Linked DNA regions of Gossypium hirsutum: region 1 is linked to region 2. A link is a contact called in public Hi-C data. All regions are on one chromosome and are shown on one strand. Each heading gives the region's core, a stretch centred on a gene start, on an enhancer-like site or on the middle of the called end of the contact. The rest is flanking DNA. Distances are from core to core; before and after follow the strand shown.

What was found. Hi-C and Micro-C count contacts between places; a contact is called where the count stands out from the background.
Region 1: a Hi-C map of leaf shows a contact between it and region 2, with 1.9 times the contacts expected there. The contact joins the promoter of LOC107943968 here to the enhancer-like site in region 2. A contact is called at or near these places in 7 of 34 Hi-C or Micro-C datasets (callus, cotyledon and leaf).

The regions. Positions count from the first base shown.
Region 1 is chrA10:116,935,401-116,941,873 of Gossypium_hirsutum_v2.1, reverse strand. It overlaps LOC107943968 (60S acidic ribosomal protein P0), which reads left to right and starts at 1,549. Exons shown (of 5, transcript XM_016877786.2): 1 at 1,549-2,027; 2 at 2,128-2,196; 3 at 3,148-3,246; 4 at 3,337-3,729; 5 at 3,813-4,103. The coding sequence starts at 1,770. The coding sequence ends at 3,959.
Region 2 is chrA10:116,856,375-116,862,377 of Gossypium_hirsutum_v2.1, reverse strand. It overlaps LOC107934981 (WUSCHEL-related homeobox 5), which reads left to right and starts at 268. Exons shown (of 2, transcript XM_016867507.2): 1 at 268-727; 2 at 1,545-1,939. The coding sequence starts at 370. The coding sequence ends at 1,750. Within about 2 kb of position 4,422, at least 1 of the 9 cell types and tissues checked has an H3K27ac peak or open chromatin away from gene starts, as enhancers often do. A contact at or near this core is called in leaf, where this site is marked.

The DNA.
Region 1 (6,473 bases), core at 300-2,799, 82 kb before region 2:
TGTATCAATTTCCGGGTCAACGGTTCAATGCCCTTCTCTAGATTGACACCCTAACTAATTCGTGATCTAATCCAGTTCAAACAACCTTGATTTAGTGCGATCTTCCAATGTTAACATGGTCTGGTGTGATGATGCCATGTTAGCTCGATGAATATGACTTGTCGTCTAACATTTTATATCAAATTATTATAATTTAAATTAAGCTTTAATTTTTATAATTTAATTTGTATCATTTGGTTCCTCGATATTTATAATGGTATTAGTTAACTTAAATAGTTAATAACAGGGATGTAAATAGCGGTCGAGTAGTGAAATAGCGGCTGCTATATAGCAGTAGCGGCGCCTTCCGAAACCACTACTGTTGAAAATAGCTGTGTGAAGCAGAGTCACACCAATAGCGATAGATCGCAGTCGCAATTTAACGGGTAACGGCCAATTGAGGCAATAACGGGCTGCTATTCCCGTTATTTTACAATAAGTGTTAGAAAACTTTAAAAATCATTAAAAGTGACTTTTTATAATTATAATTATAATTATAATTATTATGTTTTACAATAAGTTGTGCGATTTTTAAAAAAATTCACACCGCGATGCCCGCAATGACTGCAATCGAATCCGTTATGTCCGCAACCGCAATAAACGCAGCCCAACCAAAAATATGGCCGTAACCGCAATTTAAATCCCTGGTTAATACACTAAATTATTTCAATCAAAATTTTTACATAAATTTTTTTATTTTCTAACTCATCATGCATGCATGACTTTTTCTAAAAAAAGATGTTTATTAAATAAATAAATGTCAATATTTTAATAAAAATAGTTAAGGAAGTTAACAACTTGGGCTAATTATGTCAATATTCTAGAAAAGTGTTTCGTAAATAAAAAGATGCCAATATGGTTCGATGGACTTAATATAGTGGAAGTAGAATCATGGGAGCATATAACGGTAAAAGTGTAAATGAGATATTAGTGCTCACAAGATATTAAAGTTTGACTCGAAAGAAATTCAAACTCTATTCCGTAATTATTGAGCTGAGCTCGAGTTTGAATAGCTCTTGTTATCGATCGAGCTGAGTATGAGCTTAGTAATACTTATCTCGAATAGCTCATAAGCCTCAATATATATTATTAACCTAAGCTTAATTATCAAGTTGAGTTCGAGCTTTAGTTCGAGATCGAGTATAAAAATTAATAAACGAACTTAATCGAGCTCAAGCTCAAAAACAAATGTTCGATTGAGCTCACTTGAATTGAGTATCAAATTCTAAATTTCGAGCTGAAACTTGACAGTTTTTAGACTCGGCTTGACTCAATTACATCCCTAATGAAAACGGTCAAGGACTAACATTGTGTAGGTTGGTTGCAGCTTTAATTTTTGGATGGGTTTCCGTAAAAAACTATATATACTAGAGGGACTAAAACCAAATTTACTAACATGTCATTTTCCTATTTTACTCCAAACCCTAAAAACCAAGCCCAAGCCCATATAACAAAAAGTCCCCAAAACCCGAACCAAATCCAACAATTAAAAATACCCGGAACTAATCTCAACCGTTCGATCCAATCACAACCCCCAAAACCCTAATTCCCCTTTCATTTCCCGTCCTACTATATAAACCAACTGTAACCCTAATCTCCATTCTTTACTAACATCAAAATCAGAGGTTAAAGAGACGGCGCCAATCAGCTGTCCGCCTTGACCGACCGTCCGGCATCGTCTTGGCCCTCGATTTTTCCCTTTTGTAAACCTTTTTTCACCAATTCCCGAAATGGCAGTGAAACCCTCCAAGGCCGAAAAGAAAATCGCGTACGACGCGAAACTGTGCCAGCTCTTAGATGAGTACACGCAGATCTTGATCGCCGCAGCCGACAATGTTGGCTCGAACCAGCTCCAGAACATTCGGAAAGGTCTCCGAGGCGACTCAGTTGTTTTAATGGGTAAGAACACTATGATGAAAAGGTCTGTTAGGATGCATGCTGAGAAGACTGGGAACCAAGCTTTCCTTAACCTTATCCCTTTGCTTCAGGTACTTCAAAAGTTTCAATCTTTTTGTATATAAATTTTGGGTTTTTTAGTGTTTAATGAATGAATTGAAGTAACCCCTTTTTTGGTTGTTTTTGAATCAGGGAAATGTGGGTTTGATCTTTACTAAGGGTGATTTGAAGGAAGTCAGTGAGGAAGTAGCTAAATACAAGGTATATTGCTTTTACGTTAATCTTTTATTCATTAATGGAAGTTTGGATATTTGATATTAGGATTGTTTTGGCAATTCTTTTAGGGTCTATATACTTGGTGGAAATTTGGAATACTTGATTTTGTTATATCTGTAGAACATTTAGTCATAGGAGGCTAAAGTTATTGTTATGTAATTTATAATTTAGTATGGTTAGCTAAATGAATGGTTTAGGTATTTATAGTTTTTCTCATTGATAAAAATCAAATTTTTGGAATTTTTAAGATTGAATTTAAGCTCATATTATGCTATTTGGTAAAAGTATCATGGTGACTCTGCACTAGGATTTGGATTGCATTTTGCCTTCTTTATTCAAAACATAGCTAAATTAGTACATGTACTTTAGATCAAAGAGTAAACTGATTTTTTTGTTAAATTTTTCATCCATTTTTACTGTAAGAAATTTGGCGTGGTTGAGGGATTAACCAGACAAGTATTCATGATGTGCTACTTGGACCATGTGTTGATGATGTTGTCGTGCATGGATCAGTTTCAAAAGGGATAAATAGATGAAATGAAAATTTTAAGAGTGCTCTTTTGCTTTTTGATTTAATGTATAAGGACTAATTTGCCTATTTTTTTATTAGAAGGGGCAAAATGCAATCTGACTTCTAGTAAATGAGCTTTCCTGCTACTTTTATCAATGGAAGCTCATATTATGCTATTTGGCCCGCTGTTATTTTGAATTTATAAGTTGATTCATTAGTGTATTTGTTTATGCTTGAATTAACCAAACAGATAAAGTCTCCATTCTCATTGTTGAGTTGTATTCTGTGTGTTTTCACAGTTATAAACTTTGCAATTGTGATTTTTGATGTTTGATGTTTTGAAGTTCAATTTTACTTGATCTAGTAGTTGTTTCTTGCTGTCACTTTTGTGTGTTTGTTCTAATATCATATTATTTTATGAACAGGTTGGAGCTCCTGCTCGTGTTGGTCTGGTTGCACCTATTGATGTGGTTGTTCCACCCGGCAACACTGGTCTTGACCCATCACAGACCTCTTTCTTCCAGGTACTGGCTATATCCTGGTAGTGTTTTGCTTGTTATGTCTGTTCTTCATGATTGCTTAATTCTTATTATCAATTTTTGATTACGTTGTAGGTGCTCAATATTCCCACCAAGATTAACAAAGGTACTGTTGAAATTATCACTCCCGTTGAGCTTATCAAGAAGGGTGACAAGGTTGGTTCTTCTGAGGCTGCACTTCTTGCCAAGCTCGGAATTAGGCCATTCTCATACGGTCTTGTTGTCTTGTCTGTTTATGACAATGGGTCAGTCTTTAGCCCTGAGGTGCTTGACCTTACTGAGGATGACCTGATTGAGAAATTCGCTACTGGTGTCTCCATGGTTACGGCATTGTCTCTCGCCATCTCGTACCCAACCCTGGCTGCTGCACCACACATGTTCATCAATGGCTACAAGAATGTATTGGCCGTTGCTGTTGCAACTGAGTATTCCTTCCCCCAGGCTGATAAAGTGAAGGAGTACTTGGCGGTATGGAATTCACCCTTTATCTCGTCTTATACTTTTGGAATTCCATAATGTTGTTATCTAAATTAAGTTCTGCATAAATCCAGGATCCAAGTAAGTTTGCTGTTGTCGCTGCCCCTGTTGCTGGTGGTGGTGGTGGTGCTGCTCCTGCTGCTGCCCCTGCCGAGGAGGAAAAGAAACCTGAACCTGAAGAAGAGTCTGATGACGATATGGGATTCAGTCTCTTCGACTAAGGTTATTTGTATTAAAGCATAAACATATAGGATTATTGACAGTTTACATTATCTGCTTTATTGTTTCTCATAGTTCTCGTTGATGTACTTTGATTGCTCTAAGTTTTGGATGATTTATGAAGTCTTAATTTAGTCTTTTTGCCAGTTCTATCTACATCTCAGTTTCCATTTTGTTAAAGTGTTTCCTACATAATATGTTATAGATCTGTCAACTGCGTGGATTGCTTTGGATTTGGGTTATATTGTTAGTTTTAGTTTTTGTCAGATAGGGTTTAGGATGGTAAAGTTTTTTTTATTTTTTATGATCAAATATTATTGTGTCAGGTTTGAGTTATAGGATTATGTTGGGTTTTTGTGTTCTAAAATTTGTATTTATAATGAAGGGTTAATGTTAGATTAAATAATGTCAACTAATATCATGTAATTTTATTTTATTTTTGGTGGAAAACCTAGAAAACTAAATAAACATACCAAAACCTATATCCATCGGCTTATCCTTTAGACGATCCAACTCCTAAGATTTGCTTAGACTCTTCATTTGAATCTTTAGATGGATCCAACTTCTAAGATTTGCTTAGACTCTTTATTTGAATCTTTATACGGATCCAACGCAAGAGTAGTAATATATTGTCTTGTTTAACAAACTGATATTTTAATGATCTTTGTTAAATTCCATGATAAACTTTGAAAGACAAATAAATTCTTATTCTTCTATATATGTCATGCTATCAACCCAAAAAAGCCAAATAAGAAGTGTTTTGGTCGATCCCTCTTTGTACTAATTCTAAATTGATGAGCAACCACTGTTTGCAAATTAAAAAAAAAAATTCAAGTAACAAATTAATAGTGGGAACTATAATCTTGAAGCATAAAAAAAATTCATTTCAAGTACCTAGGGAATATTGAAGACAATTTAAATTATTAAAATGGGATAAAAAATTCAGAAATTAAATTCAATGTTAGAAATCAAATTTTGACAACTTAAGTGTTTATCATTAGCAATTCAATTTTGATTTAATTCAAATTTAAATATTAGTTTGTTCGATTTTGAATAACCCGAAAAATTAAATTGATATGTTACTTTGACTTTTAACTTTTTATATTTTTATCAAAATAGAATACTAATTTTTTTAATGATACTATTAATTCTTTTTTAGATATAATTATGCTAAAGCAAATATTACATTAATTTTATTATCATATATTTTAAACTTAAATTATATAAAAGGTATTTTAGTAAATATCTTAAGGCGAAATGGGTTTTTTTTTCTAATTTTGACCGAGATTGACTTGACTAGTTGAAGAATTAAAACCCGTCTCGACATATCACCGAAACTCTATTTCTAAAAGGTCGATCCTATAAAATCAAGTCGGATTAAAGCCCATCAGGCCCGGGTTATTTTGCCATCCATCCCTAACTTCATGGCATTTGGGCCTTTCGTGACTTACTATAATAATAATTGTAAAGTCTCCATCTATTATTTCCCCATAAGTTAAGAAGTTGAAATAACAAAATCTAGGAACAAAGTTGGAACAAGGAAGCAAGCAAGCAAGGTGACGCAATGTCCTAAATTTTATTTCATTTGGTTCAAAAAAGTCTATGATATGTTGCATTGTTGATGCCTTTTTTTGAATTAAGAAGTAGTGACCCCAACAACTCTAATCCTTTATTTTTTGTGGTAATAGATGATGAGTTTTTGTAGTCCTAGGCTACATATGTTTATCTAATGCATGGGTATGGATTATAAAAAAAGGAAGTTGATTCAATCAACTCCATCCAATCCAATTTGGTCATAAAAGATAAATGATTGGGATACGAAATGATTCGAATTTAAAATAATCTAATTTTGAAATGATTCAAACTTAAAGTGAATAATCTTTAACCTGTAATGACTTGATCTAGAATACTCGAGCTTCATACTTGAATGATTTGAATCCAAAACAACTCTAAACTCAAAATGACATGATATTGAAACAATTTGAATTCATAATTGACTCAAACTTAAGTGACCTAAACTTGAAATTGACTCAAAAATTTTAAAATGCAAATTGACTTGATCCAAATCCAACTCGACATACTCAATTGGCAGGTTTAATCCAAATCAATCTATAACTTCTTTTTTAGGTTTTAGATTAAGAAATAAACTCTGAGATTGGTTTGTTTTTAATTTTAGAATAGCTTTTAATGTGTTTTTTCATTAGTACAATTACAGGTAAAATCACAAATAATACATGTGTAATAATATATCCAAACAAAATTCACACATGATGGATTTAAACCCAGAAAAAATCTGAGAATAACTCACATATGGTGAGACTCAAACCTAAATGCTCAAAGATTCGGAATCTCAATATTATCAACCCAATTAAAAATCATCTCTCGGATAATATATATATAATCATCCCTTATAAATAATTATAATAAATAGAATTAAGTCCTGAATTTTTATTTTTATTTTTGTATTTATGAAAAGATAATCGAAATATATCATTATAAAGTAATAGAAGCACTTG
Region 2 (6,003 bases), core at 3,173-5,672:
AAACCCTATTTTTATACGTGCAGAGTGTTATGAACAGTGGCAGCTTTTACGCATGTCTCACTCTTTGCACAAAAAACCAGACGATCATATCAAACATTTTCATAAAAATCAACCTCATGAACCCTAACATCAAAGCACAACTGATATAAATAATCAAATAAATTACGTGTTTTAAAAAAAACAAATAAAAGGTTTATTTAATGTATGTTGTTCTGTTCATTTTATTTTCCTTCATATATATATATATATATGTAATAAACGAACTACTGTCATTTCAGTTCAGATTTGTTCAGACTTGTGAGAAAAAAACAAAGAAAATTTCTGGGTATTTTCTAGATTTGATTTTGGGGGGTGTTTTTATTTGAAAATATGGAAGAAGGGTTGTCGGGGTTTTGTATTAAAGGGAGTCATGTTCGTGGTAATAATGGGAACAACAATGGTGGTAGTGGAACTAAGTGTGGGAGATGGAACCCTACGACTGAACAGGTTAAGGTGTTAACCGAACTGTTTAGGTCTGGACTCCGAACACCGAGTACTGATCAAATCCAGAAGATTTCTACACAGCTTAGCTTTTATGGGAAGATTGAAAGTAAGAATGTGTTTTATTGGTTCCAGAATCATAAAGCTAGGGAAAGACAAAAGCGTAGAAAGGTCTCTATTGATGAAAATGATTTCATTTCTAGAGACAACATCTTCAATAACAACAACAAGATTTCTTCTTCGAAACGTAGGTTTCTCGTCTTCTTCTTCTTCTTCTTTTAAACTATATTAGTAGTCAATCAACTATGGATTTTTTTTTGTTATACAATTACAAAAAGTTGTAGAATAATAATTTTCAATTTGTTTTTTTTATATCACTCAACTATCTTTGATTTTTGGTGTTTTTATTTTTATCATAGCTATTTGATGATCAAAATAGATAAAATTAAATAATTGAGTGATTATTTTGTAATTTTTCATAATTTAATAGCCTCTACTATAGTTTTCCCTTTTTGGGGGTCAGATCATGTTGTGTCGTGATTGTAAAATGATATTGTTATCTTTGTGTACTCACTAACTCTTTAAGGTTTTCTCACTTGAACTTGCACTTCATAATCAAATATAAGAGTTTTATGTGGTAGTAAAAATGACTCGTATATGAAAAGGTATTGGGTTTGAATTTGGGGACGTACATTATTGGATAACAAATCGTTGAAGAACTTAAAAGTGGCATTATAATATATATTTCATTTGATTTGATGAGTTTTTTTTAAAATTGGATCAACTTGAGTCATGTTTATAAGATGATATTGTTCTTTTTTATGTACTTACTGATTCTTTAAGGTTTTCTCACTCGAAAATGCATGTTAGATTCAAATACAGGAACTCCTCATATAAGAGTTCTATATAGTAGTGAAAATGACTAGAATATAAAGAGTTCTTAAGTTCGAACTTAAGGAAAATGCATTATTGGATGACAAATCTTTAAGAGGACTTTAAAAATATATTATTATAACACATATTTCATTTGATTTAATGGGTTTTTTTTCTTTAAATTTTTGCAGGGTTTTTTGAGGTTAAGGAATATCAATCAGATCAAAGGGTTATTGAGACATTACAACTATTTCCATTAAATTCCTTTGATGAAAATGAGCAAGAGAAGCTGAGATTCCATGCAAACGAATGTAGGGAAACATCATCATTTCCATACACAATCAATAACCCAGAAATGGATCATCCACCATTGGATCTTCGTTTAAGTTCCCTGTGAAAAAAATCATAAAAATGTTTAAAAAAAAGTAATTTTAGGTTTATGCAATGATGAAATTAGGGGTAGAATTAATTTTTATGTTGTAGTTTGGAAATTTTTACGTTTGTAATGGTAATTTCTCCTTTTTTTTAAAAAAAAATTTATGTTAAATATTGAAAATTATATCAATGCTAAGACATTCCTCCTCTATATGCTCATAAAATGATTTAGTTCTTTTTACTTTTTTTCTCTCCATGTTTTATGATGTTTAGATTTAGTTTTCAATGAAATTTTAATTGCTTGGAAATTGGAATTTTGCTTCCTCTCATACAAAAAAAAAAATGTTTGTCTTTCCTTGAGATGCATAAAAATGTATTCTATAAGATTAGATTCTGCCTTGGTTTTGCTTCCAATCTTTGAATTTCATGTATGTGTACATCCATTAATATATATTTAAATTTTGTTTTGGTATTCTAGTAATATAGTTTTTTAATTTCATAAATCTATTTGAAGTTTTAATAGTTTAATGTAGCACTTCAGTAAAATTAGTGTTATCGTGGTGAATATTGTAAATCTTAAGGAATAAGATTGTACAGTGCTTAAATTTCTTAAGAATCTCATCTTGTAAATAGGCTTTAACCTCAATCGTCAATGTAATTTAAAATGTATTGTGTTAGATTTAGCGGAGCTCAACTATAAATACAGGCCTTTCTCTTTATTTGTAATCATTCAGTTGTAATTTTTCAAAGTAATAGAAACACTTTAAAAGCATTTACTCAAACATTTATGAGCATTTGCTTTTTTGTGACTTTTCTATTTGTCATTAGTTTCTTTCTTGAGAGTTTGCTTCTATTTTATTTCAGTGCTTTATAAAATTTCCTTTGTGTATTCTCACTTGAGAATTAGGCTAACTTAAATAGATTTAAAGCAAAAAAATCTCATAAGATAGCATAAATTATTAGCATAAAGTTCTAGCGATGTGACATTAGCAAATAGTACTACACTTGGACATCTCATTAAAAATCATTAAAACAAATAAAAAAAATTAATTTTTTAACCCTTAACTAAATTGTTTTAAGAGATGTCATTGTTTGATGCTCTTTGGCTTTGTGACACTATTTTGATTTTTTATCAGCAAATACATTTTTTTTTTGATTTTTTCTCAGAAAATACATTTTATTAATAAAGAAAAGTGCACTGGTACCATATTAAACATAAGACATTGTTGCGATCAAGGATAATTTCGAAAATTCCGTCAAACGGTGGCCATACCATTTTTCTCATTTAGATGCCTACAATTCTTTTTGTCAAAAATTATACTTAAATTATTAATTTCATCACGTTTTACCTCAAAACATAATACCAAGGTCCCGTCGCAGACCCTCTCCAAGATTAATAAAATTTTAATTTAATTTCAAAAACTGTAAGAATATGTTTCAATTTATTGTTATCAGTTAATTTTGCAATAAAACTTTGATTTAGCTGAAAAAAATATTTATAAGTTTTACATTTAATGTGTTTTTAGTGTACAAATTAGAATTATTTATGATATGAGTTATTTGATCAAGTTCAAAGATCTATTCGAAATTTGAGAAAGTTTAAACATTTTTTTTTATGAAAGTCTTTTATTAAAAAACGAAAGGAAACATTGCTAAGGCGATATCCAATCAACAACAAGAAACAAAACAGGAAACACTTCATAGTATAAGGAAACCATAAAGACCCCTGAGCATGAGCAGAGAACTTAAACATGAGAAAACAGACAAAAAACACATTCCATGCCAAGATCATAAGCCCAAAAGGCATTGCTATGGTAGGGATTGTCAAAGAAATTCAAGACAAGCATGGAACGCAAGGATCTGATGCAGAGGCAGTTTCATGAGTATTGTTGTAGAAGCCATAGGTTGAGGGACAATGAACACCTGGTGAAAAAGTTGGAAATTTGCATTTCTATGTTAGTGCAACCAATCACATTGTTGCATTTTCATCTCTGATCGAAAGCTATGTCATTGGTTGATATACCTCGAAGATCAAAGTATGTCACATTGTAATAGATCCGTTTAAAATATGAGTTTAGCTCTAGTTCAAATATTTAAGGCCTAATACTGACATATTTTCTTATAATATATTATATACTTTATAACACATAAAAACTAGATTTATAATAATCTATAATACTATAATGTGAATATTAAAATAACATTAAGATTCGTATATACAAACTTTTAACAAATGAAAAAAAAACAAGATTATTAAATATTAAAGTAAAACTAATATAAATATTTTTTAAAAAACTTTCAAAAAAACATGATTAGGTTTGAAATAGGTTCGGATTAACTATTTAAAAATATGAGTGGGTTTAGACAATATTAGACCCATATTTCATGTTAGGCCGACCTTGAACAATTATAAAGTGCATTAATATCATACTTAAATCAGACTCGAACCTGATCTAACTTGGCCCATGAGCATCTTTAGTATAAATCTATATACTAATAATAAATTATGTGATTTCATGTGTTAAAAAATTTAATTATCTAAATTTATTTTCAATGGATTTTAAAGACATAGTAGTGTATAGTTCAGTTTCGGTGCATAAAATTATATTGCAAAATCAATATACAAAGGTGAAAGAATTTCCAGAGGAATCACTTCGAAGTAGAAATGTCTATGGGCCAGACTTGGTCTGGTCAAGGCTCAGTGTCAAAATATTTCAAGCCCAAGCCTGTTTTCAGGCTGGGTCTGACCATCCAAAAAGCTTTTTTTTTATTCAAAAATCAATAAAATATAAATATATATATACATGTAGTTGTTATTTTATATATTTTATAATTAAATTTTAATTGAAAATACTTTTTTACTCTTTAAATTGAATTCGAGTTGGGTCAGACCAAAGTGAAAAAATTTTTATCCAAGTCAAGCCAAGCAGGCTATCCGATCCTTAAATAGATCTCGTTCCAAATAAAACTTATTGTGGCATTTTACGCAAAATTGTCACCATATATATTAGGAGCATATCAATTTAGCATTAGCGATGTTGTTACTTAAAATGCCGCAAAAAAAAAAACATTTAATGGCCATTGATCAAAAAACAACAGTGACATTTATAAGAAAAAAGAACTGCCACTAAAAAGTAAATATCCGACATTCTTACAAACATTACTAATATTATATAAACATTACTAATATAATTTTTCAAAAATAATTTTTTAAAGTAAGATTAATAGCTCACCGAAAGGTTTAAAAATACCCATGCTGAAATGTTAGCATTATAATCAAAATTTTAATAATTTACGTTTCAAATGTAAAAACTTGGTCGGTCCAACTTTTTAATAAAAACACTTGTTTGTTCACTTGGGGATAGGGATACATTTATGTCCACCAAAAAAATTTATTTTAGGCAACATTGTTATAAATACCAAAGCAGCCCAAAGGAGGTTCGTGTACAATTCCATTTTAGGCTCATCACAAAAGAACCAATTTGGGAATAAATGTCCATTATCTTTAATTCTGTTGGGCCCAAAATATCATTTGCTCTGCATCAGATGTAGTTTTGTCTAGTGGGTGTTAGAATTATCCCAAACTCCGACTATTAGTCTAATTTTAAATGTCTATTTGAAATTTTAGCGAAAATATTAGGTTAGAAAAATGAGTTCAGACGAAACATTTTTTAAATATGTTTAAAATACATTTGAGTCTAGGTTCTAGCATTCAATGCTCAAACTTGACCCGATTTAACTTTTTTTTTAATTTGTAATATATTATATTATATTTATGAGGGGCAATTTACCTACACCAGTGTAAAATTAATATTGTTTTACATCTTTTCGTATATTTTTGTATTATGAATATTTTAATATAGATTATGTATGTTAAATTTGATGTAAATTTTTTAACTTTTTTTTATATAAAAAAAATTTAATCATTCAATAAATATTAATATAATAAAATTTTCGACCAATATGATAAAGACATCTGACCAGTTCGAAAACTTACATGCAAAATAAGTATAATTATATCGATAAACTCAGAATAAAAAATATAAGAAAGGGTGTAAAACATCATTAGTTTTACACCGATCTAAGTGGATTCATCCCCTATATTTATATATTATATAAATTATAACAAATAAAAAATATTAAATTGTTTGTATATAAAATTATTAAATGTTAAATTAAAAATGATATAAATATTTTTGAAAAATAATACAATTGAACCTAAAATAATTTTAAATTAATCATCTAGAAATAAATTAAATAAATTTTTAAATCGGT